Regions from separate parts of the Gossypium hirsutum genome. Here region 2 is linked to region 1. A link is a contact called in public Hi-C data. All regions are on one chromosome and are shown on one strand. Each heading gives the region's core, a stretch centred on a gene start, on an enhancer-like site or on the middle of the called end of the contact. The rest is flanking DNA. Distances are from core to core; before and after follow the strand shown.

Evidence for each region. A called contact is a pair of places that touch in the nucleus more often than the background predicts.
Region 2: a Hi-C map of leaf shows a contact between it and region 1, with 2.9 times the contacts expected there. The contact joins the promoter of LOC107961812 here to the promoter of LOC107963350 in region 1. A contact is called at or near these places in 2 of 34 Hi-C or Micro-C datasets (hypocotyl and leaf).

The regions. Positions count from the first base shown.
Region 1 is chrA06:106,254,685-106,261,269 of Gossypium_hirsutum_v2.1, reverse strand. LOC107963350 reads right to left here and starts at 3,055. Exons shown (of 8, transcript XM_041115878.1): 1 at 2,551-3,055; 2 at 2,274-2,477; 3 at 1,624-2,118; 4 at 1,390-1,500; 5 at 705-890. The coding sequence starts at 2,955. LOC107962965 (transcription elongation factor 1 homolog) reads left to right here and starts at 3,121. Exons shown (of 5, transcript XM_016899550.2): 1 at 3,121-3,264; 2 at 3,687-3,809; 3 at 4,023-4,093; 4 at 4,218-4,239; 5 at 4,343-4,678. The coding sequence starts at 3,697. The coding sequence ends at 4,460.
Region 2 is chrA06:107,157,152-107,163,736 of Gossypium_hirsutum_v2.1, reverse strand. LOC107961812 (SH3 domain-containing protein 3) reads left to right here and starts at 3,126. Exons shown (of 10, transcript XM_016897966.2): 1 at 3,126-3,409; 2 at 4,164-4,286; 3 at 4,700-4,769; 4 at 4,897-5,051; 5 at 5,317-5,418; 6 at 5,543-5,740; 7 at 5,837-5,899; 8 at 5,985-6,074; 9 at 6,386-6,460. The coding sequence starts at 3,350.

The DNA of each region.
Region 1 (6,585 bases), core at 1,806-4,305:
CATATTAACGTACAGGCACAGTCCTAGAATGGTTCAGCTGTTCAGGTGCTCCTTGAACAGTATATGGGTCTCTGAAGAAGCTAGCAAGTTCCCTCTTTGCTAGAAGAATCAACAGTAAGAAATGGAAGTATAACATTTTTGAGAGAGTTGGAAATAATTTTCAAGAACATTGTGTTTGCCAAAGAGCTCTAGGTCATGGATAGGATGTGGATTAAATCTTGAGAAATAAAAATTTTCAGGAAATAAGCATTGCTCCTGGCCATCTGAGCTTGGTTAGGCATTGTTGTCGCAAAAGTGCAAACTAATCAGCAAGCAGAACAAGAAACGGGATGTGCCCTGATGGTTGTCTTAAAACTTTCTCTTTATGGCAGTTACTCTTCCTCCAAGTTTCTCCTCTGATGGTTAAGTTTGTTTAGCTACAAATACTTTTTCTTCTTGTTGCTAATATTTCTTCAACAAGATTCCTCTTCAGTCTATAAATGGTGCTCTAGAGTTATATATCAAATTCCTAAATCACATGAATCTTTGGCAGCAAAGAAAATACATGCAACACCACAAGGACAAATAGCATAGAAAATTCCTAGGGAAAACCAGTTTGCCTATTCTAATACTAGCATTAACAGAGCATGGATACAATAATAAATACACAGATATTACTGAAACTGAATTAGTACAAAGCCACAAAGAAACCAGTGTATTCCCACCTTTTCAGCATCTACAGATTGAATTGTTGTAGACTCAATAATTGATGATGGAGACCGAGATTTTCCAAGGTACTTCCCTCCTCTGCCTAGATAAGGAAAACTAAATAGACTGATACTACTGATGGTAATGAGAAGAATTCCACTTGCAATGATGGAAGATATTACTTTCAAGAAAGAAGAGTTCCTCTGTAAGAAATTGAAACAATTAGACAAAGACTAAGAACTTGATTCAATTCAAATACCAATACTTTTATCAGCTAGATCCTTCAAGTTCATAAAAGGCTAAACACCTTGAAAAGAAAAAGACCACAAAATAAGAGAAGAAAACAAAAAAATTTCAAATTAGTCAAATATAGCAAAGAGTTCATGAAATTCTAACAATTACTATTGAATATTCTCCAAGAGATAGTTTCAAACATCCTTGATATGTCTATCCAGTACTGGGTTTAACACTTCTCCAAGCATTATCAATAATCTTACACATACTTCCACAATAAAAAGCATTAAAACTTGTTTAATATTTGCTTAACTGATTTATTAAATTACAAATTATTTACAGTCACCTCCTATCTTAAAATTTCTAAACATCTAACATGCGGAGATCAGCCAATGCGCAAACAAAAGTATGATAAAACCAAACAACAATAAAGCTTCAAATTTTAACAATCAATATGCATTTTGATACCTTTGCTTTGGTCAAGCTGTTGTAATTGGCAACCATGCCACTGTGTAGTTGTTTCTTGGGCAGTGTGTAAACATCTTCATAGTACATATCTAATATATCAGCCAATCCAACCTACAAATTTTTATAAGCTAGCATCAAAAGAGAAGGATAGTATCTGCGAAATAATGCACAGTAATAAGCTAAATACAATAAATAAAGAAAAAGATGAAACACCAAAGGGAAAGAATAAAGTACCATTTGGGAGTGTGTCAAAAGAACTTGCCACCTACTCCCGTTAGATTCTCTCCATCCTTCAAACTTTACATCCTTAAGTGTATTTGCATCTATTTCCAGCCGATAGGCAGGTATATACTCACTTGTCCAAGCACTAAACTCATGACCACCATTCTTTTCCAGCTTAGACTGCAAAGGATGAGTCCACCAATAGTTTTTCTGCCTCAGATCCATAGCATTGAAACTCTCTTTACTGGAATTAAAACTTTCAAGAAGATTCCTGGCATTTTCAACAATATCATCTTCAAACACTTTATGTAAAACAACAGATGAATCTTTTGATACAATCCCTTTTGATTTCCGAAACCAGCGAAAGAAGCTTGAGGGAGTTTTTCCCAATAAATTTTCCAGGAAATGTTTTTCAGTGCTTTGTAAAGCTGAGATGCAAACTACTTCACCGAGCACAGAGATAACCCTTTCTTCTGATGACCGGAGAGTGAAAGAGGCTGGAACCTGCTGTTAGTAAATGCATAACAAGAGAACCGAACCTATCAGTATCAAGTGGAACCTGCAGAAAAAACATTAATTATGGCATTACACGGAAAAATCCGACATACAGATAACAAACTTGAACAGAATCCACAAAAATGAAATACCAGCGGTTATCTAACCTCTCTTGGATTTTCAAGATCTTCCATATCTCTTTCAGTTCCAGGTCGAAACAAAACCAGTTCGAAACTCCAAATCTTTTGCATAACCACTTGCCTAAAAGTCATAGCCAGTATGTTTTTTGCTGATGTTCCGGCAAAAATATCTTCAGAAAATGACTTTTTCAGCTTTTGAGCTTTTTCTTTAACTTTCCTAGCCGGCAAAAACTGTTCCCAAAAAAATTAGATAAATATTTAACGGCTAATTTCCTATTTTGATAAAGGACGGGAATGAACGAACCAATCGTGTAGAAACGGTGGCGCTTTTAGCGGTTGGACCTGGGAAAACGGTTTCAATAACCATAGCGGGGATACCGGAGTCGACGTGCTCGGTGGCGGCTCGGCCTCCATCAGCAGCAGCAGCCGTCAAAGCCTGATCGAAGCTAACGGCCCCAACGAGTGTGAGGCGAGCGAGGTCGTTTTCGTAGGTTCGAACACAAGGGAGCGTGGTTCCATCGGAGTCCGCTATGAATTTTAGGGCTTCCTGTTCGGTGGATGGAGCCGGCTTAGGAGAAGAACGGGAGAGGATAAGGAAGGGAATCTTGGGGTTGCGGAAGGGTAGCTTGGGGAAAGAAGTGAACTTTTGGGGGGAATGAGAGGGGAATTGGATGGAAAATGGACGGGAAAGTGAATGAGTGAAAGCCATTGATGATGAAAGCAGAGGGTTTTAGGGATTTTAGAAGGGTTTTTACTTTTTTTTCCTTTAATTTTTAGTTTTGAACGTTGAGGGCAGGCGCATGTTAGCTAGATGGACACGTGGGTAGACATTGAGCTAAATAGGTTGTAGGGTCTGGACAACTGTTTTCAAGAAAACGGTGTCGTTTAAACAGCCGTGCATTTAACTCTATAAATTAGAAAATCTCAATCCCTCTCTTCTTTCTTCTACTACCTCTGCTTGGAAACGCATCGAAAAGTTAGGGTTTTCGCTCCTTACGATTATCGAGATCGTCCTTTTGTAAGTTCAATTATTCTACTTGATTCTTTATCGATGAGATTCGAGTTATATTGGTTATCATTTTTTTTCTAAATAAAAATTTATTCTTTTTCTTCTCGCTTAGATTAATCTGGTGGATGTTTTGTCGGCCGGATTGATTAGCCTTTGAAATTTGCCTAATTCTTTTTTTTTCTAATATTGCATAACCTTAAGAAGAAAAGAAAATCGAAGAACGAATTTAAATGCTTTTTGAGAAATTTGAGGGGAAAAAATATTGTGTTTTACCGCTTAAACTAAATATTTTTTCCCGAAGGAAGAATGTCTAAAATAATTAGTTAGGGTTTGAATTGAAGAATCTGGTATTCTTTGAGAACTTTTTAAAAAAAAACTTTGTAATTTCAGAAATTTTATGCTTATTTTACTTGTAATTTGAAATGTTGAAGGAATTGAAGTATGGGAAAGAGGAAATCAAGAGCAAAGCCTGCTCCTAAGAAGCGGATGGATAAGCTTGACACTGTGTTCAGCTGCCCCTTTTGTAACCATGGAACCAGTGTTGAGTGCCGCCTGTAAGTACAAACTTCTTATGCTTGTTTTATGAGAAATTGTGCCCATATTGTGACCTAATAACTGAGATAATTTTGAGACAATGCTTCTTTTTCAACTTTCAATGGGTAAACATTGTTATCCATTTTTGTTTTTGATGAAAGATAAAAGGAAAAAGTTGTATTATGTCAATGGCGTTTGTATCATAAGAATTTACGAGAAAATATATGTTCCAGTGATATGAAGAACTTGATTGGCGAAGCCTCTTGCAGAATATGCCAGGAAAGCTTTAGCACTGTTATAACAGGTACTTATGATACCAATACCTTGTGGCTGGTAAAGAACTTCAAATATTTTGCAAGTTGTGATGAAAGCTAAGTTGGCTGCCTTTTTATTGACTCATCCATGTTTCTTTGTTTATGTATTTGCAGCTTTGACTGAACCAATAGACATGTAAGTGCATATCAATGTGATTTTTAGTGTTTGCTCCGTCACCTATCAGTGTGGAGTTTAGTCTTTACCTCACTCTCTTGCTTATATTCTTGTGACTTCTCAGATACAGTGAATGGATTGATGAATGTGAACGTGTTAACAACCTTGAAGAAGAGGACGATGGGGATCAGGATGAAGGTTATGTGCCTAGAAAACGGGTTTCGACATCTGAATGGGACTAGCAGTAGCGATGGATGTTTTAGTACTTACCAAGGCTGTAATTATGTTAGTTTTCTGTGGGGAGTAGTTGTGTGCAAGTATGCATATCTTACAGCATCTTATGGTATGAATAGCCTAAATGATCCATTGTATGCTAAGCAAGAGCTTCGTCAAATGGCTATCAGATACTCGTTTTGTGTTGTTATGTTGATTTAATGCAATTACGTGATCCTATTATGAATGATGCTGCACATGGTTTTACGCAAAGCTATCCGGTTTTATCGTCGAAGAGCTAAAAGATTAACAGCTTGTTTGGTTGGCTGTAATAGCCGACCGGTTCCATGTCCATCCTAAGTGCTACAGGACGTTAGTTTGGTTGGCTGAATGCTATTCAGCAGTATAGCTCATTACAGGACTACTATTCCTCAAAGTTCCTGAATAGTCATCTTTTTACTTCATCATCTGAATAGCTATTCTAAGCAACTCAAAATAGATATTATTCTTTTATTTCCATTTTAACCCAAAATCAAAAGGGAAAAGAAAAAAATTGGTAAGAACAAAAATCATTCAACACATCATCAAGAGAGAAATTTGCAGTAAATTGAAGAGAAACTTTGATTGAGTTAATTCATGGGTCATTGTAGGTGGGTATTCGATTGGTGGTGAATAAAATAGAAAAATAGTAATGAAAGCTACAAATAAGTTGGGTAGATCTGAATTTTTGTGATGAATTCTGGGAAAGCAAAACTAAGAGAGAAAAGAAAAAGAGAATCATATAATTATTTTGGATTGGTCACAACTAAAGTGGCGGTGGAGATAGCGATGATCGTTGTCAGAATCTGGAATTTAATAAAAAGCTTTCTCCAAATAATGAACATTTGAGAAAGAGAATAAATTAAAGAAGGAAAAAGTAAAAAAAACTTATATATTAATTAAAATTTATTATATTTATTTAATATTTTACCATTTTATTGAAGTACTATGAATATACATTTTACATATTGAATAATATAAATATATATTACATATTGAATAATAATTATATTAAAATATGATTAAATTATTTTATTTTTTATTAAATTATATTTAATAATAATTTTATTAAAAAATTAATAACAATAATCATATACTTAAAATAATTTTTATTAAGAGTATTTTGATAATTTTAGCTTTTTTCTTTATGCAATTATAAATCTATTTTCTTCAATCAAACACAAGAATACAATTATAATTTTATTTTATCTCATTCAACTAAACAATTGAATTAGTTATTACAGTTTTATTCTATCATAATTTTATTTTATTACAGCTCTATTCTATTCAAATAAACTAAAAGTAATGTAAAAAGATTTTCACAGTAACAAGTAACATTGACATTAATATTATTTTTATAAATACCGTATCGTTCTTGCCAAATTTAAAATAATTTATAAGTTTCCAAACATAGATGAAGTGATAATGACTTTAGATAGTGCGGATTTAGATATTTATTAAAGTAAATTGAATTTTTTAGATTTGTATATTTTAATTATTATCTGTAGTTCATTTAGATATTAATTAGGGTACTTTGTATCTTAATTCATTTTATTTTTCTCGAATGAACTTAGATGATGAATATTCAGTATGAATTCAGATTATGGATAGTTAATTTCATTTTATATGTTAAATAATTTAACTAATTTTGATTTGTACAACTATTTTTAAATTTAATTTAAATAGTAAAGGAATTTAGATTTAAAACAAATATTTGGATTTAAATTTAAAAATTTATTTAATTGGATGAAATGTGGATGTGGTTTTCCAATTGATTTAAAGTTTATTTAAATTATTATTTATTTGTATCTAGGTATTAATTTATTCATAATAAAGAAAATGTCTATTTCACGATTTGGCTCTTAAATTATATTTTTTTCTTATTTTGGTACTCAAAAAAAACTTTTTTTTGCCCAAAAGTGGTACTTAAATTACATTCACTTCTCAAATTAGTACCTAAAGTATATCTCTGCTATATTTTTAATCCATTTTTTTGTAGAGTTAAAAAAAAATCTTATTTGTGTTTAGTGTGTTAACTTATTCATAATAATAATAAAAAGACTTAATTAACAATTTGGCCTCTAAAATATACCCTTTTCTTCTTTTTGGTATCTA
Region 2 (6,585 bases), core at 1,877-4,376, 900 kb before region 1:
GATTAATTGAGTGGGTCACTTTGATGACCAATTTGACACTTCAAATTCGATCAAACGTTTAGGTCAGGTTTGGGGTGTTATAAGGGCAAATAGGAGACTAATTAGGATCTAGTGCTCTTAGTGTAGTTGTTTCGTTGTATATGGTTGTAATTTTTGAACAGATTGATTTAATAAAATTCCATCATTCACATTATTATCTTTTGTGTTTCTCCACAATGGTTTTTGCATGTAAAGCAAAATGTATAAGCATATATTGGTTCATTGGTTACCTAACTTTTAATTAATATTAAGTTGCATCATGTGGTTTAATCATAATGTGAGAAAATAACTTATATTAGTAGGTAATCTAAAAGGTCCATAGTATGAAGAATCAAAATTAAGCAAATTGATTCAAGGGACTATTATGATGTCTATCAAGTCTAATTAGGGAGATTTGTCTTATGTATCGAAGTGGATGACTCACAGAAGATAGAGACATAAATGTGATTGTGTAGATTGATAATATATCAGACATGACCAAGTCGAAGTTATCTTAGATCCGTTTATGGATTTATTTACTTGTGACGTTCATGGTGTGACTTTCCTCAATCCTGAGTAAGTGAGATAAGTGACTAACCATGCGTGTGTGACTCGTATATTTTGATGTATTGAAAGCTTGAGTTCAATTGGTAATAGGGCCGAAAGTTGGTATGTTGGGTATACGACTTTTGCAGGGCATGACTTCATTATTCATAGCCCAAGAAAGGGTAACTGGTATTCTCTCATCGGAATTACATGGTTGATGGAAAAGTAACATGACAATGAGTCATTTGTCTAGGACAAATTATTTAATTACTATGTGTTAGTAATTGACTTTTTCATGAAGAAAGATGTAATGGTTACCATGAAATAAAATATGATCATGTTGGGTGAATGGAATTAATGCAAAGAGATTAGGGAGATCCTATAAAGGTAACACACATATGACAAGATCATCGGACAAGTAAAAAATAAGTTGCTTTCGTAATGTTATATAATAAGAGAGAGTTTAGTCATGGTATTATTAATGGATTGACTCCATCACTAAACAATGTTGCAATTAATAGATGAAGAGTCGAAACTTAATTACAAATTATTTGAGCCTTAATTATATATGTCCAATCAGTCCATCTTTTAGCTTAACACGACCTCTTACATATTGCATTTGAACCAATATGTTGAATGAATGAAAACAACAAGTAGTGAAATAGTTCATATGTATCATTATTTGTAGCGAATGTATTTTCTCATTAAGTACAACAAATAACTTAGAGATTAAATTAATTTCATCGAATTATTATTTAATTGATTATAATTAAATAACTGGAATTATGAAAATTAAATTAATTAGTCATCTCAGTTTTATTAAATAGGACATCATAGTTTCTTACTTATAGATTTTAGTACGATAAAGTCGTTATAAATGTAATGAAATTAGAATTAGATTGAGAAAATAATTTAGGAAATTGAATTAGTTAAATAAATAAGTAAATAATATTTTAAGAATGAAAAATTGGTTATCGAGTTGGATGATTTCTATGAGTTGGTTTAAATATTAGAAAACATGTATAATTGTATCTAGTACATAAGACATGCCCAATAAGCTCATTAGACATGTAACGGGGAACAATCCTAGTTCCCAGAAATGGATGCCGCCTATAGCATAATCTTAATGGGACTATATGTATTTTCTATTAAAACATTATTGATTTGTTACCTCTCTTGTTTAACAAGAAATCTTGTGAGTTTTTCTTATAAGTAAGGACTATGGGTTTGGTCAAAATAGACAACTATTGAGCATAGTTACTCTGTTAGAATTTAGTGCAATTTATTTATAAAGTATTTTTTTTTTCGTGAGAAATTGTGTTTGGTTTCTAGAGAATTAAATTTTCTCATAAGAAAATTAATAATTTTCATTGTGTGTGATTAGTTCATGTGATTAGAGCTCACTCTTTAAATAAATCGAGGGTTTGAGAATAACAAAAAAATTTATGTTAGTTGAAAGCTGAGAAACAATTAAACCACTTAGTCAAAAGCACATGTATTAAGTTTGATAAAAATTATTGTTATAAATAATTCGATTTTTTTAAAAAAAAATTCTATTTTGCAAAAACTTGATCTTTAGATCGAATTTTTCCAACAACTTATACTTGCATAACATCAAATCATGTTGTCAGCCTTGTAAAAAGACACCGTAGATGTAATAAGGGTCCACCATGTCCTAAGATCTACAAACAGGTGTCCAAACCCAAGACTACTGTCCATCTATAATTACCCTCGTAAGAGCAAGCGAAGCTCACACTAAAGGAACTAACCCTTGACCATCCTCCATTAGGACCTAAAAGAAACCAAGCAACTAGGTTCTCTGCACGACGTCCCTCCACTGTATGAGCCAATGTCTTTCCCACCAACTTTTTCTTACCCTCAGCAACATTAATCAATTTCCATCCAATTAAAGATTTAATTGAATTTTTTAAAAGTTAATAAGTAATTTGTCCTTAAACTTGTTTAAAAGCAATTAGTTGGTATTTTCTTTTTTTTTGTACCTAATCGGTATCTAAATTAATATCCTGTCATCCAAATTGGTACCTTTACACTAAAATTGTTAATTTGTATTGATGTGGTGCTAATGGCTAATCCTATAGTGACACGTGATAACTTCTTAGTATGACACATGAAGATATAAATTAAAAAATATATATAATTATTTTAAAAAATATAAATTAATTTAAAAAAGTATAATTTTTTAGAGAAGTTCAAGTATCAATTAGGTATTTTTGAACATTTAGGTATCAACTAATTATTTTTGGATAAATTCATGGGACAAAGTACATGCTAATCCTTAAAAAATTAATGTTGTTAACAAATTAAGAGCAATGCGTGTAACGAAATACAAGTAAATACAAAATAAAATTCAAATATCAATTAAATATTCTTTAACAAGTTTATATTATTATTTTTTAAGAAATTGATTGCAATGAAATGATAAATATTTGAATGATTATTTAAAATTTAGTGGGCTGAAATGATAAAAGTCCAGTCCAGCAAATTTAGCTGAGCTGAAGGCCGACAAAGAAATATAGGTTGGCTCAGAGCTATCCTAAATTAAGAAGCCCATTAATTATTGCATCAACCCGAAAAAAACAAAAATTACGAGACGACAGTGAGGTAATCGAAGGCTTTGGTCACTCAAACGTAGCCAGCCAGCTGCCAGATCTGCTAAGTCGATCAATCGATAAAATAAAATCCAAATTTCAAGAAACTAGTACTTTTTTCTTTCTGTAAATCTGTTTCGTTGTGTTGAGTGGAGGTAGAACTAGAAGAGGCAGCAATGGATGCTTTTAGAAGGCAAGCCAGCAAGCTCAGAGAACAAGTTGCCAAGCAACAGCAGGCAATTTCATCACAACCCTTCACTCCTCTCTCTTTTAATTTATTTTCCTGGGTTTAATGAGAACCGAGTTCTGTTGATTTGGTTGTCAGGATAATGGAGGAAATCTGGGAAAATGAAAGCAAAGATTTTATTTAGTCTTGGATTACAGAATTAGATTTGTTTAATTACTTTGACTTCTAGAAGTTTGGGGGCCTAATGTATATGTTTCAAGAATTAAATATTTAATTGTGGAGTTAATTCTAAACGTTAAATTGTAATTTATAATCATCAAAGACGAATCATTCTTTTTTAGGTAAATTAGCTAGTTCCATGTCCTTTGAGTTTGTTTTCTGCTATATTCTCAAAAAACTGTACCTACCATTAGATTGCCCTACATTTTCTAACATAGGGAAAAGAGTAGATGCAGAGTTTCCAGAAGCTTTTGTTATTGCAAAGCTTCATCCTTTACCTGAAAGTTGAGTAATCAGTAAGATCTCAAGTGCTTCCAAGTGTTGATTGATTGGCTTTTATCTTTGCAAGTGTTTTTGCATTTGGTTTAAACATGGGCATGGATGTCATTCATTTGGTTTACCTTGTTAGGATCATTTACTCGAAAACAATATCATCCTATCTTATTCTAACTGGGCTAATTTTGTTTGAATTGAGTCCTGACAGGTTACCCTTAATTCTTATGTTTATGTTAGTTTTGCTAGTTGCATTTTTCTTGAGATGATCAATGTCTTCTCCTATTGAGTTAAAAGAATTTTTTTTGCAGGCCGTAATAAAGCAATTCAGTGGAACTGGTTATGAGAGCTCAGATGTTGTAGTTATTGACGAGATTGAGATGCAAAGGCATCAACAACTGGACAAATTGTACAAGTCCACTCGTTCAGCTAGGGTAAACAACATTTCCATCATAAATTTGTGAAACTTAATTTGATAATCCTGTCATATTGCTTTGTTCTCTGTGAATCCGTGTTATTCATATCTTCACAAATGAAGCCATTTTCAGTATGTAACTTTAGTGCATCCTATCTACTTGAGTTACAGTTAAGTACTTCAGTTAAATCCCTTTGGTGTCATTTTAACTAAATAAAATTTCAAAGGTAACAGTTACTCTGCGAGTGCGCCTGGTTGGAGGAACAAAATTTATTATGAGAGCTACTAATGGCTGTACTATATTCTGATATTTAGTTTCTCAATTTGCCTAACTTTCATAAAAACTAATTTCTCTTAATTTTCTTTTATATTTACTGCAAGTTTAATACCCATGGAGTGCTTGCTTAACGATTTTACCGCTCTTCCTTTCAGGATTTTCAAAAAGAAGTTATTAAAGCTGCAGAAGCATTTACAGCCATCGGGTATAAGCATATTGAAACAGGTGCAGCATTAATTCATACCTTTTTAATTTTGTTGTTCTGACATGAATTTTGTGCGATTGAAATAAATAACATATATTGTGAAGATAAAGCTTTATCTTTATGGTTCTTAATCTTTATGATAATCAGGAACCAAGTTCTCTGAAGAATGCTGCCGATATGGAACTGAAAACAGTGAAAACATCAACGAAAATGTTCTTGCCAAAGCTGCAGCTATTTATGGTGATGGTTGTAAACATGTAGAGAAGGAGCAAGAAGATTTGATTAAGTTGTTATCCCAACAGGTTGACATTTATCGGATGTTGTGTTTTGAAAGACTCTTTTCATCACATCATAAAATAAATTTTTAGTTATGTACTTGTAAACACATTCAATCCAAAATGAGTATGATGCTTTCTTGTATTCCTTGCTAAATGTTACCAGACTATGTTTTTGTATGCATTCAAAGAATTTGTATGTCCTTTGTCCTGTTGCATGCTTTTGTTACATTTTATTGAGAATAACTAGTGCTGATTAGAAACATGACCCTTCTATTTCAAAATACGTAAGGTTTTGGATCCCTTGAGAGCAATGAGTGCTGGTGCTCCTTTGGAAGATGCTCGTCATCTTGCTCAACGCTATAGTCGAATGAGGCAGGAAGCTGAGGCACTGGTAAGTAATCATACAGAACAGCACCCCTTGCATTAGTAATTTTCTATATATTAAACAACAGTTTAAATTTCTTAAGATTGTCTTCGGAAATACACAACTGATACTAAATATGATAAGCAAGCAGGCAGCAGATATTTCCAGAAGACAAGCAAGAATAAGAGAAGCGCCAATTCCTGAAAATGTTGCGAAGTTGCATGCTGCTGAAGCAAAGATGCAGGAACTGAAAGCAAATATGGCAGTTCTGGGTAAAGAAGCTTCTGCTGCATTGGCTGCTGTTGAAGCACAGCAGCAAAGATTAACTTTACAGAGGCTTGTAGCTATGGTATAGATGTGCATTACTTCAGTGTATACAGTCTCCAACTTGAAGCTTATCTTAATTCATAGATGATATTCAAGATTTTGATCTATGCATTTATAGGTTGAAGGGGAAAAGACTTATCATTTAAGAGTGGCTGCAATTCTTAATGAGATTGAAGCTGAGGTTATTTCCTGGCTTCCTTGTTTCGGGTAAAGTAGCCTTTTATTTTGAATTATGGGAACTTATATCTTTGTGTCGAACTTGGTAGATGGTTTCTGAGAAACAGCGCAAAGAATCTGCTCCTCCCGTGATTGTACCTGAGAATGGCTCAGAGAAAACTATGTATTACTTGGCTGAAGTAAGTTTACCTAATCTTGGAAATTTGAAGAATGTTCTAGCTACTAGGTTCATTAAGAAACCATGTATTTCATAAAAGCATGAGATTAGAGACAAAAGAGGAAAAATAAAACAGAAAATTGTTTGATTATGGTCAGAGACATCGACTTAAGTTGTTAGACTTGCTTTTTACAATTTTTATTGGCCATTAAAATTAGAATGAATGAAGTAATTGCCTTAACTTGTTAGCTTCTCTAAGTCGAAGGGGTTCTTCTTACACTTTGGTTCCCTTCAGGTATGTGAAGTACTAATATTTTGAGTTTCTTGTCACAGGCAACATATCCCTTTTCTGCTTCATCTGAGAAGGAACTGAGCTTGTCAATAGGTGACTTTGTTGTTGTGCGAAAGGTATTCTATTTTCCTTTCCTTAGTCTTACATCTAAGTGGTACGTATAGGTTGCATTTAGCTCGAGAGACTGGAGTGATCTTAGGTTATAGTTACAGAGATAAGTCGAAGCTGATTTTGCAATCTT